Regions from separate parts of the Triticum aestivum genome. Here region 1 is linked to region 2. The links are chromatin contacts, called in public HiCAR-type maps. All regions are on one chromosome and are shown on one strand. Each heading gives the region's core, a stretch centred on a gene start, on an enhancer-like site or on the middle of the called end of the contact. The rest is flanking DNA. Distances are from core to core; before and after follow the strand shown.

Region 1 (3,434 bases), core at 723-3,222, 160 kb before region 2:
TTGCTTGATTTCATTAGCAGAAAAAAACAAATGAATTGTCTTTGAATTGTAGGCAGTAGAGCAGTCGATGAATTATCTTTGAATTTTAAGCTATATATGACACTTGGTTAAGCTTGCACATCTTTATCCTATGGATCTCACAAGGGAAGATTTGATATATATCTCTTATCAAATTACACACTTCGTTACTGATGTGGTTAGAGATGAGAGGTTTAGAAAGGTCAAGAACATATACCACCTTTTTATTACTATGCTATGGTTGTTAAGATAAACAATAGTACTTATAGCCTTGTTTATAAGCTTATGAAAATGGTTCTAGTCCTACTAGTAGCAGGTGAAGGATGATAGTGTGTCATATCTCGCTCTCAAGATGACAGAGCGCATGGTCATGTTGTAGTTTTTTTCTCTATTTTGCAATTTTCGTAATCTTCTGAGATATAGTTGCTACTGTGAATTTTGTATTTTGTATTTGCATTTCCGTGAACAAATTGGCTTCTCTATTAAGGTGCGATTTTTTTAACACCCAATGTTGAATTTCTGGATTTGCCGCTGTTGGAGGGCGGCTGGTCTACTTCAAGGAGGGCTCGATTCTTTCTTTAGTGCCTTTAACAGGTGGATGATGTGGCTCTGATTTAACAACAATTGTAACCCTAAGGTTGTAACTATGGTGGAGACCTGGAGGGTCTCTTCACGTTTTTCTTCTTTAGTATATGATATGCACATTCGTGCATATTTGAGAAAAAGTTTTGATAAGTTTGTTCTGATATTTATGTCACCGGTATTTTTGTGTAACTACGTGGGAAACAATCGCTGCAATTATCGCTCAATTGTAGCACCGATCTTAGTCGAAATTGAAGAGGTAGCTTCATCTTTTAACTCTTTTGTAGTTCAGTATTTATCTAGATCAGTGACGCCGTACCAGCCCATTTTTGTGTCAAGCGTGCTTGCACATCGAAAGTCAGCTAGAACGAGAACCTTCATTCCTGATCACCAGTCTCATCACGGACTGCCCTAGAAATGCTTTTGTTGGATAAAGCTCTCAACGCATGACCTGCCATTTTGTTTTTCTTCTTTTTGAGGGAGCGGTCCGGAGCTCTGTGGGCTGGGCAAGAGCTCCACGAAAATGTGGTCGCTCAAAGCGGAGTCCATCGTTTCTACTCCCTCCGTTCCTAAATATTTGTCTTTATGGATATTTCAACAAGTGACCACATACGGAGCAAAATGAGTGAATCTACACTCTAAAATATGTCTACATACATCCGTATGTGTAGTTAATTTGAAATGCCTAGAAAGACAAATATTTAGGAACGGAGGGAGTATTTGACAAAGACAGTGGCAAAAGCGGCATTTCCTATTTGGCACCACAGGCGCCAGTTAACGTGCATTTTGCTAACTGGCGCCTGTGGCGTCCGTAAATGGGCCGGCCCATCTAGGCGCCGGTTGATGATTTTTTTTTGAAAATTCTGTGAACCTTTTTGAGACTGATGAACTTTTTTTAATATTGATGAACTCTTTCGAAATTTAATGAACATTTGTCTTGAAAATGGACGAATTTTTTTTGATTTATCAACTTTTTTTCAGTTCCCTGAACTTTTTCTAAAAATACATGAACTTTTTTCAATTTCTATGAACTTTTGCTAAATTGGATGATTTTTTTTCAATTTTAATGGACTTTTTCCAAATTGATGAACTTTTTTAAAATTTATGAACCTTTCTTAAAGATATGAACATATTTTTTCAAATGGATGTACTTTTTTTCTTTAAATCTGTAAACCTTTCTTAATTTCATATTTTTAGTTTTGTAAAAAAACTTAAAAAAAACTTAGGGCAGCACGCTAGTGGGCCGGCCCATGCTAGCAGCGCTGTATAGGAGCTCCCGGCAAAAGCCTCTTGGGCATCCATTCTTGTCGAAACCATCCGGCGTTATTTCCAGGCCCAACCGAGCCCACCAATAACCCCGGTGCCCTGCCCACGACGGCGGCGAGCACCGCACCGCGGCGCCCAAAAAATCCCGCCGTCGCGCGCCCATTTCCTCCCCATTCCCGCCTCGCCACGCGCGCCCATTTCCTCCCCTCCTACCGACCACGGCCTGCAGAAACCCCAATCGGAGCTCGTCCCCCGGAATCCCCACCCCATGGCGCCGTCGCCGCCCACCGCCCCCAAGACCATCGCCGACTTCTTCGTCCGCCCCGCTAAGCGCCTCCGTTCCAGCGCAGCCAAACCCTCCGTCGTCGCCCCCGCCGCCTCCCTCTCCCCATCCTCCCCTTCCTCCCCCTCCGACCCCACCGCGCTCTCGCCGGAGCAGCGCCGCAGGGCCGACACCAACCTCGCGCTCGCCCGCGCGCGCCGCAACCTCCGCCTCGCCGAGTCCAAAGGTACCCCCTTTCTCCACGCCCCCCGCTCTCCGGACCCTAGCTAGCCAGGATTCTAACTGAACTGTCGGGGTTTCGCATCTAGCAGCCGGCGGCGGCGCGAAGCTGGAGGAGCTGCTGGTGGAGGAGACGTGGCTGGAGGCGCTGTCCGGTGAGCTGCGCAAGCCCTACGCGCTCGACCTCTGCCGCTTCGTCGCCCACGAGCGCCTGAACGCCAAGGTGCCCGTCTACCCGCCGCCCCACCTTGTCTTCCACGCGCTCCACACCACCCCCTTCCACAACGTCAAAGCCGTCATCATCGGCCAGGTACCCAAATACCAAGTCACTCAAGTCCACGAATCCTGCACTTGTTGTTCACCTGCTGCTTCATTCTGAAGAACTGTGGGACAGTTTCACTAATTTAACTTCATTCTGAGGATCATGTAGCGCTTATTCACATAAAGATTTTGCCATTGGGTCTGACTTTGGCCTAGAATTTCTTTTTGTTACAATGCTGCTTGGTGTATCGAGTGATGCCATCAAATTGAAAAATGGATAGAAAAAATTGGCAATGCCGTATGCAGAAATGGAAATTGTTGCTTCTGTTCTGCATATTCATATTATGCTGATTGAAGTCTACGAATCCTGTACTTGTTCACCTGCTGCTTCACTGTCAAGAAATATGCGACAGTTCCACTAATATAACTTCATTGTGAGGATCATATAGTTCACATAAAAATTTAGGCATTTGGTCTGACTTTGGCCTAGAGTTTCTTGTTGTTACAGTGCTGCCTGCTGTGTGGTGTAATCCCAGTAAATCGAAACATGGATGGATTAATTTGGCAATGCCGTATGCAGGATTGGAAATTGTTGCTCTGTTCTGCATATTCATATTATGCTAGATTAGAATAACTGTTTCGATGCCATTTTGATTTTGTGATCACATTGTTGTGCCTGGTACATTTGCCACATCGGTTTGTCACCAGAAAATATGCCTGTCGTATATATATATCATGTCACCTTTTCATTCAGCTGTTAGTTGGTGATCCTATCTTTGCTTGCTGAACTTACCATATGGTCTTC
Region 2 (3,358 bases), core at 511-3,010:
TCAAATCAAAGATAATATATACGCACATACATGTCCGACTTTGACATTCCACGAGACAAGACACAGAATCAGGTAAAATCAGAACCCAACCTAATAACTAACACACAGCTGCACGCACCAATCCGCCATATCTTCTCCCTGATCCGCGTGTTTATTCCCAGTTTAATCCAGCCACATGGTGGCCACATACAGCGCTCCCACACCTCACCTCACCTCGCCTTGTGCGGAAGCAGAATCTGGCACCAGGTAAGCAGATCTCCGGGGAGATCCTTCCACAGTGCCCCCATTCATTACCATATCTCCCTACCTCCATATATGCTCCGGCCTTTGGACTTTTCATTTTTTTATACGCCGCGTATAACAACAGCTCACCTAAGACAACCCACAAGCATTGTATATGTACATTTACGAGATACGCACGTACGATCAAGATTGTGCTTCTGCTAGTATATTAGCTCGTCGACATCATCATCAGCGGAGCTATTTAACAATCAATCATCCAAATTGTATCGCGTGGCAGACAAAGCATGATCAGGGGCAGGCAGATGCGTGAACTGCATGCGGCGACCATGTGCAGATTAAGTAAGGAGAAGCGATACAGACGATGATGGTTAATTGTTGCAAAAGATTAGCTCTGATTATGGAACTGTCAACATGTTGCTCTGATCCGATGCCATTTCGACATTTAGCCAAGATGGGAAACTTCTCTGAACAACATTCATTCAGAAGATTTCCTTTCTTTTGGCCGGATGAATACTCTGTTTTGATTTTTTTTTTCTTGGCATCTTTGAAGAAGCAGAGCACACAAGGGGACGAACTAACATCCTAATCTAGTCATCATCATCTACTAGGACCCCAAAAAGTTAAGCTGTTGTTTGAGGCGGCAGCAAGCGGCGGATCTATGTCCATGGAAAGAACACCGAAGAAAAAAGAATGAAAAATCCTACTTAAGAATTAATCCTCCTCCGTAGATGATCCACGGGTGCGGCGAGAGACGGTTCATCACCGGATGCGGTTGCAGAGGCGGGAGACGTCGGAGGGGCGGACGGGCTTGAGGAGGAAGTCCTCGGCGCCCTCCTCGAGGCAGCGGGTGATGCGGTTGGGCACGTTCTCCGACGACATGATCACCACGGGGATCTCCCGGAGCTCCGACGACTCCTTGACCCGCTTCAGCAGCTCGTACCCGGTCATGCCGGGCATCCAGTAGTCGGTGATGATCATGTTCACGTCCGTGATGAGCCCCAGGCCCAGCAGCTCCAGCGCCCGAGTCGCAGAGTCCACAGTAGTCACTGCAACATAGAACAAGGCAGATTAGAACATGTACGACGAGGATGGATCGAGTAGCCGTCCAATTTCTTGAAGAATTGCCGGAGCGCGGCTTGATTGGATTGATTCGATTTCTCACCTCTGTATTTTGAGCTGCGGAGGATCTTGGCGATGACAGCGCGGTCGACGACGCTGTCGTCGACGGCGAGCACGTGCAGCTCCGCCTGGACCTGGACCTGGACGACGACCTCGTCGGCGTCGGTCATCACCGGCACCACCTTGCGGTCGCCGGCGGCGGTGGGCTTCGGCGAGGGCGCCACCTTGGCGGCCATGGCGGCCGGCAGGGTCATGGCCGGAGCCTGGGTGGGAGCAGCCGCGGCCATCAGTCGATCAAACTCTCTCGCCGAAGAAGCAGTAGTAATATGGAACGGCGAAGAGCTCTTCTTCTTGGCTTGAATAGATTGGTGCGTTTGGGTGTTGGTTGGGTTGGCCGCGACGCGCGGCGGTATATATACAGGGGCGGGGGGGAAGCGGAAAATAAATGCGGGGGAAATCCTGCGAGATCTCGAAAGGGATCCTAGGCTCGCGGATCGAGTAAAACCCAGCCCCCGGTGGGGCCCGGCCCGATCCGGGCGCGGATCCGCGGGCCCCGCGGCCCAGCCCGGGAGATCCCCGCCGGGATTTTCCTGCCGAGCCCCTCGCTTTCGCTGCGTCACCCCCTCCATCGCTCACGCACACCGTATGCTGTCTGCGTATCTTCTCTCTTCCCTTTTTCTTTTCTCTCCTTCCGTTGGGGTGTGGGCAAGTGGGGGAGATGAGATTTGCATGCATGGGGCACGCACAAACTGCATCACTTTTTTTTTAGTTTTTCTTCCTGCTATACTATATCCGGCTAGCAACTGAGGATTTGATTTGGTCTTTCCGGGCGGCAGCAGGTGATCCGTACCGGGTGGGCTCGGGGATTTGCTTCAAAATTGTGGATCTTTTTGGGTGAGCGGCGGCACGATACGTCTTGATTTCAGAGATTCACCCGTGATTCGTGAGATCATCGGCTTCGTTTGGTTTCCTTCCGTGCGTGGAAGGGTCACTTGCCCCTTCGATACGAGGAGCCCCTCCCTCCTCCTCCTGCATCACAGCTGTTGCCGATCCATCTCACACGCGATCTCTCCCTTCCTTCATTCCACTCCCAGCCCAGCCCACGTACGTAACGCACCACCAACGTCGTGCCGTGCGTGCGTGCGTGCATGGCAGGATCTCCGGATTTCATTCGCGATCGCTCGGGCGGGACGGGCCATTTACGCCGGCCGGCCGCCACCGACCGGTCGCTCGTCACGCCGTATCGCGTCGCGTGATCTCCCTTCCACCACTGGGCGGAACGGATTACGGAAGGGGACCAACAACGGCAGGCGAGCGACCCGGCCGTACGCCCGTCCACGCGTCCGCAGTCCCATGATACGTTGCAGATCTCCGGTGCGGGGATCGACGACGATATCGACCGGACGGACGTCGGTGGCGTGGGGAGCACTGGTACGGGCTCGTAGGCAGCGGCGGTGGATGGTAGAGGGGTTCAGAGCGAGTGAATGTCCATGGCAGAGCACGTACCGCCAGATTTGGATTCTGGATGCTGCTGTACTGGAAAAGGTGATCGCAGAATCGGTTGCGGCAGGCCGTGCGTCCGCCCAATGAATGAATGCTCGTGACCTAGTACGTACCGGATACAGGAACCTTTCTCGCTACGCAAACCGTGATTGCAGAGGCCAGCTAGCTGCATCCTGCGTTCGTGGCTGCAGATCTTTCTGTTTTCCGCAAGAGAAAACGTAGGCACGATTTTGGCGACGGTCTGATCAACCGGTGGACTGTTTTTCTGGTGCGTATTGGTTTTGTGATGAGATCGTATTCACTTCACCGTTTCAACGAAACCGACTTTTCTATCTTTGTCATAGGAGCAATAACCGAGAGCTTTGGCTGTTGCTTTTACAATATCTTTGGTAGTACTTTCTCCGTCTCACATTAACTGCCGCTCAAAGGATGTAGTATCTAATCTCTGTCTCATATTAATTATCGCTCAAACCATATGTAAGTTGAGTAAAAT

What was found. HiCAR-type assays count read pairs that join an accessible place to other places.
Region 1: a HiCAR-type map of leaf shows a contact between it and region 2, with 6 times the contacts expected there. The contact joins the promoter of LOC123190999 here to the promoter of LOC123190998 in region 2. A contact is called at or near these places in 1 of 5 Hi-C or Micro-C datasets (leaf) and 1 of 1 datasets of contacts at active chromatin or transcription factors (leaf).

Annotation. Positions count from the first base shown.
Region 1 is chr2A:762,426,322-762,429,755 of IWGSC CS RefSeq v2.1, reverse strand. LOC123190999 (uracil-DNA glycosylase, mitochondrial) reads left to right here and starts at 1,972. Exons shown (of 7, transcript XM_044603744.1): 1 at 1,972-2,375; 2 at 2,461-2,678. The coding sequence starts at 2,135.
Region 2 is chr2A:762,266,619-762,269,976 of IWGSC CS RefSeq v2.1, reverse strand. LOC123190998 (two-component response regulator ORR6) reads right to left here and starts at 1,760. Exons shown (of 2, transcript XM_044603742.1): 1 at 1,406-1,760; 2 at 612-1,289. The coding sequence starts at 1,649. The coding sequence ends at 1,003.